Linked DNA regions of Mus musculus: region 2 is linked to region 1. Evidence: chromatin contacts called from public Hi-C data. All regions are on one chromosome and are shown on one strand. The core of a region is the stretch at or near the end of the contact, and the rest is flanking DNA. Distances in the headings are between cores, read along the strand shown.

Region 1 (2,906 bases), core at 89-2,588:
GACAGATTAAAAAGCGGGGAGAAATGTTTGCCAACTGCACATCACCAAGGGGTTAATAGCAAAGACGTAAAGGTAACTCCAATAACTAAACAGATTCTCTCTCTCTTCCTCTTCCTCTCTCTCTGTCTCTCTCTGTCTCTTTCTCTGTCTCTCTCTCTGCCTCTCTCTCTGTCTCTCTCTCTGTCTCTCTCTCTCTCTCTCTCTCTCTGTCTCTCTCTCTCACACACACATACACACACCATCATCATCATCATCACCACCACCACCACCATCATCATCATCCAGTCGATAAATGAGCCAATGAGTTGAACAGACAACTTGAAAAAAGCAACATAATTGACCCATAGATAATGAAAAAGCATTTAATATTCTTACTCATCACAGAAATGGAAATTAAAATGTCTTTAGCTTCCATCTCACTTTAGTCAGAATCAATATCATCACGAAAACCTTATGCTTCTGAGGGTGTGGGAAGGAGGAGCCCTATGCTCTCTTTGCTGCCACATGTTCACAACAGCAAGAATGGAACCAGAGTAGACATCTGCCAACAGCTGAATAAATAAACGAGCTACATATACACAATGGAATCTTACTCATCTCTAAAGAAAAGTAAAACAATGAAATTCAGGAAAATGAATTTCACTGGAAATCATTATGTTAAAAAAAGAAGAAGCAGCTGGGCTTGGAAAGAAAAATAGTATGTTTTGTCCTACATGTGGTACCTGGATTTAAAATTTTTGCATGTGTGTGCATATGTGTGTGCGTGTGCGTGTGTGTGTGTGTGTGTGTGTGTGAGTGAGTAAATCTCTGGTTGCACTTACACTGAGTTTTATCCTGTTATTTTAATAGCATCTGAATTTATTGGTTTAATTTTCCCAACATCAGGCTCTGAGCCCCTGAGAATCATCTTACTGGCTTTTGAAAGCACCGATGCAGTGTCCCGCACTTAATGATGATAGGTCCCTGCTTTGACTTCTCTGCCTGCATGCTGTAGCCTTGGATAACAGCTGTGGTGGTGCCAGTGAGTTCATAGAACGTGCAGTTGTTTAGAGAAATGGCTGCCTGCTCAATCGGCCTTTAGCCAAAGTACTGCAATCGTGTCTAAAGGCTGCTGCTGTGGATGTGTTCACTTGCATCAACACCTACCTTGCTAGCCTTGAAGAGGAGGCGTGTATGCAATGACATGATCGTAGGCCAAGCTAGCAGAGATCTGCTGAGCCCTGACTCAGATAGGAGAAGAGGTCAGGCAAGGTCAAGGCAGCCCCACATGTGAGTGATGGGCACTCACCTTTATCAGTCATTGATGGTGAGGTGAGTAGGTAGTTTGTTATGCTGAGTTGTCATGGCAATGGATCACTGGTGTACTCTTTTTTTTTCCTTTCCCACAGTATGCTATAATGAGCAACATGACTCAGTTTTTGATGTTTGCTGACAACTTTCAACTCTATAACTTCTCTTTCATTTAGTCCATTATCTAGGCAAAGATGTAAAAAAGTGACTTACCCTCCACTGTGTGCACAGGCCCAGGTGTGGGAATCAGTCGCTCTCCACATCACCAAAGAACTCCACAGACGCTCTCCTTGCTACATGCTCTTGGGTCACTTCACGTCACTCTTCCTGAAAGCCTAAAGGCAATCAGTAACCATTTCCATCACACCCTGCAGAGCATGGGTGCTAGGGGGCGGGGCAGGGACTGGGATTGTGTGGGCCATGCTCAATCTGCTGTAGGGTGCCTACTATGTGACAATTGGGAACCTCAGCAGATTTATTGTGTACACACAGGAGGAGGAATTATCTGATCTCAGTAGGAGTGCTCGCTAGGAGCATATTCTCAGGTCTGTAAGCATCACGGAGGAGGATGGTGTGGTTAATGGTTTCTGTACTTGCTGTCAGCATTTGCATGTGGACCAGAGGAAGGCTTTGTCAATTCCCTTGGATTTGAGGCACTGGGGTCTTGTCAAAAACATACGTTTGCTCAGGACTTTCTCTGCCCCTCACACATCTCAACCAATGCTGTGTGGCATCAGCATTGACCGTGACATCCACACAGGGGACGAGAGCAACCAGGATTCTCCTATGGGGAAGCTACAACACTTCTTCAGAAGTAGGAAGATTACTATGTATCACTATTTGACAAAGCTAAGTAGATGCTTTATACATATTTGTTTATTGATATATGTTACTGCTACGTATGTCAGATTTCTACTTGAATTCTCCAATGGATTATAAATGGGAAGTATTAACAGAAAATGGAAAAGCTAATATGGTTTATATTCTGCTACGTGACGACATTTGTATCAGAGTGCTGAGGGTATGTGCATGCAGAACTCTTATTTAGTTGAATGTTAATAATAAAGGAGGGGACTTGATGAGGTGACGGGAAAATAGCTTTTCTAGAAACTATTTAGCACACATAATGGTCCAGGAAATGAAGAAGGGGTTTTTTGATTAGTACTCAATTAAACATAGATTTTTTTTTACCCCAAAATTTAGCAAATGCTTTGTTATAGCAATTAAGCACGGAAGATTAGGGAAACATGGAAAGAAGAGTGTAAAAATCACTCATTTTCATCCTCGCTGGGGGTCTCAGTGGACTCTGCACAAAAGCTTGTCATTAAGCTTCCTTAATATGCTTTACTAAATTGTGTGTACAATGCCTTAGAAAAACAGCCTGAGATGCCACTGTGAGTGCATCCACTCAGCTAATAAATATGCTCGCTGAGCTCTCGAAGCCCAGAGAGTTTTGACAACCAGCATTTCTTAAATTAGTTCTCTCTTTTATTAGGGCCACCATTAATCCATCCACATGTGAGCTCTGCAGTACGGATGATAATTATAACAGTGGTGTCGGGAAAGCCCAAGTCCAGTGCCAGGATTCCAAATACATTGTTAAGAAACGTGGCAGG
Region 2 (3,107 bases), core at 310-2,809, 260 kb after region 1:
GGGTGGCATATTGCAATGTCAAACATCTTTCCTGTCCCTGATTTCATGTGATCCTCACAAGCCCAAAAGGTAGCAGACTAGAGTCTCCCATCCCTGTCATTGATCTGTGTCAGGGATTGGCAAACGGAAACCCATTGAGATAGATGAAGCATGAGAGGACTGCAACCAGGGTTAAGCAGCTCAGGGAGAGTAGCCAACAGGAACCCAGGGTAGAACCAGGGCCAGCATCAGGCCCTGGATCTCAGGCAGTGCTCTGTCAGACTATCCTGAGATCACAGCATGCTTTTCTGAGCTCTCAGACTGACACACATTGGTGGCTTTACATAGCAACCAACCAAACAACATTAATGATTCCTGAAGCTTACCTCCCAGCAGTCAGAAGATACACAGACAGGCTGCTGTGTTTGTATATTTACTGCATTTTCAGTTCTGCAGAAGTGCCTGCATCCCACCCTTCCTCATATTCCCAAACCCAATACACTGTCTGATCATTACTTAGCAACACCTGTCTTCAACCTGAAAGAAACTATAATTATTGTTCAGTCATATGAAACCTTATATCATAACTAAATAAATAGCTGCTCGATCATGGTGCTAATCAAGAGCTTAAGTACACATTACTAAAAGGTTGTTTGATTTTATACCATTACTCCTAACTTCCTGACAAAATTGTTTATCTCAGTAAATGTGGCTAAAGAACAAAAAAAAATGAAAAGCAAAACCAAAAATATCTTCTATCAAAATTAAAATATCAGTTAGTAAGTAGTAATTAGTACTCTAAATATTTATCATGGTATATGAAGGGGCTTTCTATAGCCATGACATCAGAAGGTAAGGAAATACCACCTCATAGATGAGTTAATATTTAACAACTGCCTAGAGGATATGTGGTCCTTCCTTGATAAATTTTAGCTTTATCATTTTAGTGAGGGAGCCTCAGATTCCCTTTACACTAGAAGAATCTCTATATTCTTCATGTTCTTGGAGAAGCAGGTCTGTCTCTGTGATAATATATGTGTCATTAGCTCCTTTATGTTGCTAATATATGGTGGAGACAATCAGATTTACATTACACATACGCTCACTATTAGTTTCCTGAGTTAGGTGGTACCTATTCTGACAGAGCTAGTAAAAATGGCACAGAATGTGCATAAATCCTGACTAATGATTCAAGTTAAATATACTTCAAAGAATGTTCTATTTTATTAAAATTTGCATACATTTCTCTTACAGGGGAGTTATTATTCTGCATTGCAGCATGCGCTCGTTCTATTATAGACGCAGAGTTCATTGATGAATGGTGATGGCACTGCAAATCAAGTCAACAGCTTAATTAGCTCAGCGGGACTCAAGGATGCTTTTCTTGCTGGGTAAGCATAAGCTCAGATAGATAGCCGGGGTGGGGCCTGGAGCATGGATTCTGGGCTCCCGGCAGCCTCACTGTGGAAGGCCTTACCTCAGGCCCTCGCCCTCAGGAGAGTGCTGTCTGCAGTACTCCAGAGTGTAGGTCTCGGTGGCCTCCGGGTTGGCAGGCCGCCATCTGACAGTGGCAGTGTTCCAACACACAGTACAGTCTTCTACATGAATCACAGCTGTGGACGGTGCTGACCGAGATAGAGACAAGTTAGTCACAGACCAGGGGCAACTCTCAGAAGATTACTTAAGTATGTCTTTATTTTTAATTTTTGTATCAAAAAAAATTGAGCTAAAAACTCAAAGGAGATTTAAAAAACAAAAAAAAACAAAAAACAAAAAAAAAAAAACAAACAAAAAAAACAAAAACCAAACAACCCTCCACACACACATATAGCTAAAAGTATCTCACCTTCTTCTGCACTACAAACTGTCAGGTTCTCTCCCATCCCCTAACAGTCCCCCAAAATTTGATTTTAATGAGACCCAGAGTGTTTGTGTTATATAACTACTATATAAACAAATACAAATATTCTTTCCCTTCTCCTTTTACCTGAAAGGTAGACATAATCTTGTCCCCAGTATATGGTCAGTAAAGATTTGGGTGAAAGAATCGTCTGCCTCTGTGTTTTAAGTTATTAAGACAGGGTCTTATGTAGCCTAGGTTGCCTTGGAACTTGCTACGAACCTTGAACTCCTCCCTCTGCCTCCCAAATGCTGGGCTGGGAGTCTATGTATGGGCCACCATGCAGGGCCAAATGCTTGCTTTTAAAGGCAGGGAGAAGGATAAAGGACCAATGGGCAGGAATAAGCTACTTCCTGCCTGAGGTGGCTGCAGTGATCTTAAAGGCAAGACAGCCTTTGCTATATGTCTCAGAGCGCTTGGCAAAAAGATTTCACCATGAGAGTATATTCCCAGTCGAAGACCATGGCTGAAACCAGTCTGGGTTTTCTCACGTCTATGTAAGGAAGTCTAGTCCTAGTTTGCAATTATACCTTACATGCTAAGCCTTTTAAAAATGGTGTCTTTCCTTATTGTCAAGCTTAAGGAATACGGAAGCTCTTCCAGTGCCTCATACCCCAGTGGATACTTCATGTCTGCTCAAGTTTTCTTTAAGAGGAATCTGCTCTAGGCCAGCTTATCTTTTAAAGCAGTGGTTTTCAACCTTCCTAATGCTGTGACCCTTTAATACAGTTTTGTGGTTGACCCCCAACCATAAAATTATTTTCGTTGCTACTTCATAACTGTAACTTTGCTACTGGTATGAATCATAATGTAAATATATGATCTGTGAGCCTTTGGATTTGACCTCCAAAGGGGTCACCACCCACAGGTTGAGAACTGCTGATGTAACGCAGTCTGTGCAGTTCTCAGCTCTAGGGAGCCATTCCTGGGTCTGCCTGCCCTTCCCCTGTCTGTCTTGGCGTTCTCTTGTGTGTTATCATAGTTAACGCCTGTAAGCCTAGGCCCTCGTCAACCATTCCTAATGATCTTCTGGTTTTTAACTTCTCAGCTTAACTCTGACCTTCTTGCAAACAAGCACTCCATCTTTTTGTTTTGTTTTGTTTTGTTTTTTCGAGACCAAGTGTTCCATCTTGTTGCTATTGTTATTGTACTTGAGGGATGATCCCAGGGCTTCGTGCTGCTGGACTGACATTCTACCAATGAGCTCCACCCTAAACCCCAGTGCAGT

The links. Hi-C and Micro-C count contacts between places; a contact is called where the count stands out from the background.
Region 2: a contact with region 1 is called in a Hi-C map of cortical neurons, with 2.6 times the contacts expected there. The contact joins two enhancer-like sites. A contact is called at or near these places in 1 of 39 promoter capture datasets (pre-B cells), 1 of 484 Hi-C or Micro-C datasets (cortical neurons) and 1 of 115 datasets of contacts at active chromatin or transcription factors (neural progenitor cells).

The regions. Positions count from the first base shown.
Region 1 is chr13:92,798,518-92,801,423 of GRCm38.p6, forward strand. No RefSeq gene overlaps it. Among named protein-coding and RNA genes, the nearest start is that of Thbs4, 5.2 kb to the left of the region's middle. Within about 2 kb of position 1,339, at least 5 of the 459 cell types and tissues checked have an H3K27ac peak or open chromatin away from gene starts, as enhancers often do. A contact at or near this core is called in cortical neurons, where this site is marked.
Region 2 is chr13:93,061,987-93,065,093 of GRCm38.p6, forward strand. It overlaps Cmya5 (cardiomyopathy associated 5), which reads right to left. Exons shown (of 13, transcript NM_023821.3): 9 at 1,457-1,604. Gm31745 (a long non-coding RNA gene) reads left to right here. Exons shown (of 4, transcript XR_382755.4): 3 at 1,234-1,370. Among named protein-coding and RNA genes, the nearest start is that of Gm31745, 4.5 kb to the left of the region's middle. Within about 2 kb of position 1,560, at least 18 of the 459 cell types and tissues checked have an H3K27ac peak or open chromatin away from gene starts, as enhancers often do. A contact at or near this core is called in cortical neurons, where this site is marked.